Regions from separate parts of the Mus musculus genome. Here region 2 is linked to region 1. The links are chromatin contacts, called in public HiChIP or PLAC-seq maps. All regions are on one chromosome and are shown on one strand. Each heading gives the region's core, a stretch centred on a gene start, on an enhancer-like site or on the middle of the called end of the contact. The rest is flanking DNA. Distances are from core to core; before and after follow the strand shown.

What was found. HiChIP or PLAC-seq counts read pairs in DNA pulled down with a chosen protein or histone mark.
Region 2: an H3K4me3 HiChIP or PLAC-seq map of embryonic forebrain shows a contact between it and region 1, with 2.6 times the contacts expected there. The contact joins the promoter of Adgrb3 here to the enhancer-like site in region 1. A contact is called at or near these places in 2 of 39 promoter capture datasets (hippocampal neurons and stem cell-derived epiblast-like cells), 1 of 484 Hi-C or Micro-C datasets (cerebral cortex) and 5 of 115 datasets of contacts at active chromatin or transcription factors (astrocytes, embryonic forebrain, forebrain and 2 more).

The regions. Positions count from the first base shown.
Region 1 is chr1:25,084,113-25,087,273 of GRCm38.p6, reverse strand. Adgrb3 (adhesion G protein-coupled receptor B3) reads left to right here. Exons shown (of 31, transcript NM_175642.4): 29 at 2,995-3,030. Among named protein-coding and RNA genes, the nearest start is that of Gm29414, 58 kb to the right of the region's middle. Within about 2 kb of position 1,428, at least 29 of the 459 cell types and tissues checked have an H3K27ac peak or open chromatin away from gene starts, as enhancers often do. A contact at or near this core is called in cerebral cortex, embryonic forebrain, forebrain and 1 more, where this site is marked.
Region 2 is chr1:25,828,011-25,831,171 of GRCm38.p6, reverse strand. It overlaps Adgrb3 (adhesion G protein-coupled receptor B3), which reads left to right and starts at 1,465. Exons shown (of 31, transcript NM_175642.4): 1 at 1,465-1,710. It overlaps Gm9884 (predicted gene 9884), which reads right to left and starts at 742. Exons shown (of 2, transcript NR_169046.1): 1 at 131-742; 2 at 1-4.

The DNA of each region.
Region 1 (3,161 bases), core at 179-2,678:
TCAAAAGACTTCCCAGAACATCTCATGGATATGCACACAGGGTAGACACAGGCAAAATCAAAATGCATTGGGATCTTTCTGATATCCCACTTTGTACTACGAGCATCTGACACGTAAGACAAACTGAACTTCTCAGTAACAAGAGTCACATCTGTTTGTTATCGTAGCATTGCCTCATTATCTATTTGAATAAGCATTTTGTTTTTGTTTTGTTTTTACAAAACACAGATTTTCTGAGAAATAACGACCATCAAATTGGCTTTTTTTTCTTCTTCTTCAAAATATAATTAGCCTGAAATGGTTAGTCCGTTTGACCTTGCTTTATTCTTCTAACATATTTCAGTACCACTACTGTGAAATGCGGACTACCACGGCCATCTAGTATTATCTTGCTGAGTTCCAGAACAGCATGCTGCAGACATCTTGTTTGTAAAATATTATCCTACATATTGGAGCTGGTGAGATCTTATGTAGAAAGCACTGGACTCTGAACCAGACCTGAGTTTTTATCACAGTTCACTTACTTACCTCCCGGGTGACTTGGTCAAATTATTTTTAACTTCTCTGGCTCTTAGTTACATTCATTCATAAAATGACACCGTTTTCCCAACCATCTGAAGTCTGGTTAGTATGTTCAAATGTGAAAACACTTTATTAGGTGCACATAGATTGGAATACTCAGTATTGTGGGGAAGTAGCCATACATACCTACCCCTACCACACACACACACACATTTGATTTGATTGCTTGACACATTTTCCATGCTATCTGATCTTTAAACCTCCATGATTTATTTTGTAGCCATCTCCACCACACCCCATCACCAGGTTTTGATTAAAATTTTCTCATTCCTTCATCTAATCCTTGTAGCCTGCCAGCCCTGCTATGCCCTTTGGTAGCATCTAATTTTAACGAAATTACATGGGAGAGAAAGAAAAATGTTGCACATCGACATAGGCGTTGGAATCTGTTGCTGGGGCTCTTTGGGTTCCCATACTTTCTTCTTGCTCCTATAACATAAAGCTTTTTGGCACCGTGTATGCATCCAAATCCTCAATTCCTAGGCAGCACTGCCTTGTGATCCAAAACAAATGCAGCAACATATGGTCGTTTTCACCTTTGGCAACAGAGAGCCCCTCGGTGCATAGAGCAGAAGGCTCTCTCTGTCTTCAAGCTGACTGAACCATTTTTGCAAGATTCCATCAGTTACGTTTCAGATGAAGAAACAAAAGCTCATGACTAATGTTTTATAATAATTGCTTTTAACTAAATGTGTCCATGCTTAGATTTTTCTTAACACATATTTATTAAAGAAAAAAAGGAAAAGAAAAAGCTTTGCTGAACCACAGTGCCAAGAAGGCTGGGTGTGCATGGGAGAGAAGAATGGGAGCGCTGACGTTCAGTCTAGCAGAATGCTGCACAGTGCGAGGCGGAGCCAGGTTTATTTGGATGTGTTCTTTCATTGCTGCCTCTTCCAGGATGTCACCAGGACAAAGGCAGCACGCTGTTGGAGACAAGGAGAACACAAGAGGGCATCATGTTTAGTTTCCACTTCCACAAGGCGTTCCCGATTTCCTCTCTCTCCTCAGTATTCCATCAAGCCTGGATTTCTGGTGCTCAGCAGTTTCACCACAATGAGATTATGTCAGAAGTGTCCCGGGTCCTCCTTAAGTCCTTCTGTCTGCTGAAAACATGTTCCGAGATTAGGCTGCACAGGAGGTCCTGGTTTTATAATGACAATTTTAGCTCTAGCTGCAGGAAAGTCATATTTTTTTAATAACACTCATAACAGTCATAATGGCAACTAGATCTGCCATAAATCTGCAGTCGAAACCCTGAGAAGCCAGTGATGTTAAGGTTGTCGATATTGAGCTGGGAGTTGGGAGGTGGGGGTGGGGGGACAAAACATGATCTGGCCAGAAAGACTGTACGTTCCCTTAGGTTCCCTCCCCAACTCCCTCAGGGAGGGGCAGGGGGGAGTCTACTTAAAGAAAAAGCACAGCAGAAATTTTCTTTGTTCTCTAAAACTGTGGAGATCTTTTTATAAATTTACAGGCATCTCCCTCTCCACCTCATCCATTTTAAGAATCGGTGGCTTCCTGGAGCAGATGCTAAAAATACCATCTCCATACTGATATCATGAAAGTCCCATTATCACATGAGCTCACATCCACTTTGTTTTAATCATACTTCCTGATTGTATCAAGCCCACTGACTAATTACTTTATTTCATCAATGCACGTGTACCTATAACTAGATTTGGGTGTTTAACAGATTTAGAGTCTGAGAGAAACACTGTGAGACAGTGTGTTGGGGTGTAGAATATCTGTTGCTTGACTAAATAGGAATTAAAGACAAAAACAAGCAAACAAACAAAAAAATGTTCACTTCCTAAGAACTAGCAACAAGAAGCGTTTTGGCAGGAGATGACCTAATTTTGAGAAATTTGTACAAGACTGACATATAAACATCAGAGCATAACCAGACGGGCAGGCAGGGTTTGCTTGACATCAAGTGTGGTTTTTAGAACACTGGAAGCTGAAGCAAGAAGCCCCTAAATTCTGAGAACAGCCTGAGCTACAAAGCAAGAGCATATTTAAAAATAATCTGGGTGTCTGTTGGGGGACGTCTAAAAGTACAGAGGTTATTTTCCCAATTTTACGTTTAGTCCTCCACGTCTGCAAAGTGGTTTTTGTTAAAACTGGAACCATTTCCGGATTGAATGAAAATACATTTCACTGAAAACGAGCATTAGTACCCAAAGTTAAAAAAAAAAAAATGTAATATCCTCTACCTTTAAGTGAAGTTCGAGGTGAAAATGGAAACATACTGATGGAATATTTTCAAGTCAGAAAAATAATCTTAATGGAATCATATAACAGGGTTATTAATAATACTGGGATTATTTTCATTGAATGTAATGATGTCCATTGGTTTAAGTGACTAAACATAACTTTATTGTTTTTCTCCTTCCTCTAAAAACAAACTCACAGAGAAGAAAATCGCGGTATTCTGACCTTGACTTTGAGGTGAGTTCCTATGTATTACTTTGTAAATTTAATTATTGAATTCAAGATCGCTTTATAACTGCTCAAACGTAGCACTGTATGGAGCTCTAAAACGAGGATCCTTACTGTTCCCACGACTGGAAGAAAATGAT
Region 2 (3,161 bases), core at 216-2,715, 740 kb before region 1:
ACGTCTGTACAAGAGGCAAAATAAACAATAAGTAAATAAAACGGTGGAGTCGTGTAGAAATTTATCTTCCTTATCCCCCTTCTCAACGGACAACAAAGGTAGCTTTTCTTCATTTCTTCCCATCACTTACCCGAACTTCCTACGAGGGGAAACTTGACAAGGAATAAATGCATTAAGAAGCCAGAACGAATCAAAAGTTTAGAACCCGCACTATTGTCCCAACGCCATGCTGAGAGCAGCTCAGGACGCCTGACCTCGGTAGCCTGCTCAGTGGTCCTGGCAAAGCCTCTTTCGTGACAGAACAAATAAGCTGTTAATTGCAGTCTGGCTGTGATTTTAAAAACAAAAAACAAAACAAAACAAAACAAAAAAACTGAACAACTATAGTTCCAGCCTCCAGCCTGAGGCAAAGAGCAGTGGGAGCTGAGTTGTGGCCCCTCAGCTGCAGACTGGATCAAGGCTAAATCCCGGTGCTGAAATGACAGCTCTCCCGCTGCGGCAGGTCCGCTCTGAATGGCAGCAGACAGATGATCGAGTCCAGCGTTTACTTCCTACCCCTCCATGTCGCCTTCCCGTCTCCGCGCCCCCCTGCCTCTCCTCCTGGGGACTTTCTCCTACACTTGGTGGCGACCAGCCTCAGCGGTGGGAACTGAGGATGCGAAAACCTCCCAGGCGCAGAAAAGATCGGTTTTCCAGACGTGTTTGGGTTTGAGTAGCAGGGCGCGGGCTCGGCTAGAGCCCCGAGGAGCCCGCGCCCGCCCGCCCGCCCGCCCGCCTCGCTCCCGCGCCCGTCCTCCCTCCCGCCCGCTCGCCCGCTCGCCCGCTCGCCCGCCCGCCAGCTCGCCCGCCGCGGGGGAGGCCGGACTCTGGTCCGGGCGCAGCGCTCCGCCGGGGACGCGCGCACCCACGAGCACGCGCGCGGGAGGGTTGCCCAGCGGCGGGTGCGCGCCGAGGAACGCGCGGGCCCCCTTCGCGCGCAGCCCGGGGAGAGCGAGCGCCGCGCGCCGGCGCGCACGCCCGCCACACAGCTTTACTATCTCGTGCCCTCGCGCGCCTCCCTCCTCGCCCGGCATTCAAACAGCTTCCCGACGTCGCCAGCCCAGGATTTTACCCCCAGCTCCTCAGCCGCGCTCCGTCCATCAGTACCTGGCAGGGAGGAGGGCCGGGGAGGAGGGCGCACCAAGCAAGCAAACGGCTCCTGCTCCAGCCTCGCCACCGGCCGGGAGCACTCCTGCCACCAGCCCACCGCCCAACACGCCGCCCCAGCCAGCGCCGCCGGCCACTTCTCAGCGCTTTTTTGGCTTCTTGGCCAATCCGTTTGTTGCGGGGGGGTGGGTTTGGGAAAACACATCTGCGCTCTTTATCCACTTCCATTTTTCTGTTTGGTGTTTCTGTGGAGTCTCCCTTCAGGGGGCCTCTCCCCGCCTCTCCTTTGAAGGCTTCATTCACTTGGATAAGGCGCAAGGCTCTGGCCGCTGGATACCACCGCCCCCCCCCCTATTATTTTTTTTTCCTTTTTTTCCCTCTGCCTTTCGTTTGCATGCATTATTTTTTTTCCAATCATAAATCTTAATATTTGAAGCTGAACCGGGGGGAAAAATGGGCAACGGTGATTGGGACCGAAGGGGAGTCTCTCCATCACTGTTGTTGGGACGTGTGCCTGTTCTGGTGTCTTAGATCAAGAGCCTCCCGGAGCTTTCGGAGTGGAAGGTAAGGAAAGGGGCCTAAGGGTCACCTCTGTCTTCTGGGGGGTCGCCCGGAGAGACTTGGGCTCAGTTTGGGGGGATGGAAGTCAAGGCTGTTGCTGGCGGATGGCAAGATTCTGAGCTTACTAAAACGCCGCAGTTGAAAAGTTAAGAGAAGTCTGTTTTTGAAGAGGTGTGCTGGATGGGAAGGAATAGGGAGAGAGACCCAGAAAATCTAGCAACTCGTGCGTGATTGAGGTAATTTTAGCGGGGGCGGAGGGGGGTAGGTTAAAAGGAAGTTAGGATAGAGTAGGATTGGGTCTTCTGTTGGGGGAAAAAATCAGTGGAGTGATGGCGCCGTCTATGTTCGGCTAAACTAAAGTGTCACCCAGAAGATCAGTTTGAGAATAGCTAAACTCAGTGCTGGTTTGCCTCTCAGAAAGAGCCAAATAAATAAATAAATAAATACAACATTCTGGAGCCCTCAGTGACCATCCCTTAGGCAACCTCTGGCCCTTATTTTTCCTTAGACAGATATACGGTTGTTTGAACAGGGCCTGCAGTGGGGGTGGGGGCAGTTCAATGATTCATATTTCTTATTATATAGAAACAAACAAGACTTCGTACCCCAAGAATGGTTAAAAATAAAGAGCGTTACATGAAGGGTGGAAGAGAGATGTGAAATCAGCTCTTCCCTTCTCTTCTAATCACTGATAAGCACACTATTGCAGACATCCACTGCCAAATAAATGGAAGCAGAAATACCGATTTTTTTTTTAATAAGGAAAAGAAATACGACCTCCTTTTGAGTTCCTGATTATAAAATGAAGCCCCCTTTCATGGTTGGAATTCCTAATTTAGACACTTACTGTCACATCGGCTTTCAACGCCTACACTCTATCCTGAAGAACACTGCGCAGACCTGCATTGCCTGCAAAGTGCTACAGCGTGCACACACACACACACACACACACACACACACACGAGACTGTTCCCATTTTTTTTAAACACACGTAACCTCTAAAATATCATTACCTTTATTTATTTATTTATTTACTTATTTTCAACTGGAAAAGGCATTACTCAGTGAGCTGTGTGTTTGGAAGAGAAAACGCTATTCTGATAGTCCTATCAGCTCTGGGTTTATTTTAAACTGCTGTTGTGTAGAGATTTACAGTTGGGGCTGTTTTGGCCTCTGTCAAGACATAGTGTTTGAATCATACTCTGTGAAATGCAGATCTGTTCAGGGACTTTGGTCACTGGATTGGGAGTGCATGTGTTGCTGTGTTATGCAATGGCAAAGAAGAAGGTTGTATGCTTTAGTTCAAAGACCAGACAGAGAAGGCATGAAAACTCTTAACAGTCTCTATGTCTGTCTGTCTGTCTGTCTCTGTGTATAGAATGGTGGAGGAGACTTCAGTTTAAAGCCTTTTAAAATGAACTTGATATCACTTTTATCAGCTTAAGGGCTGAACA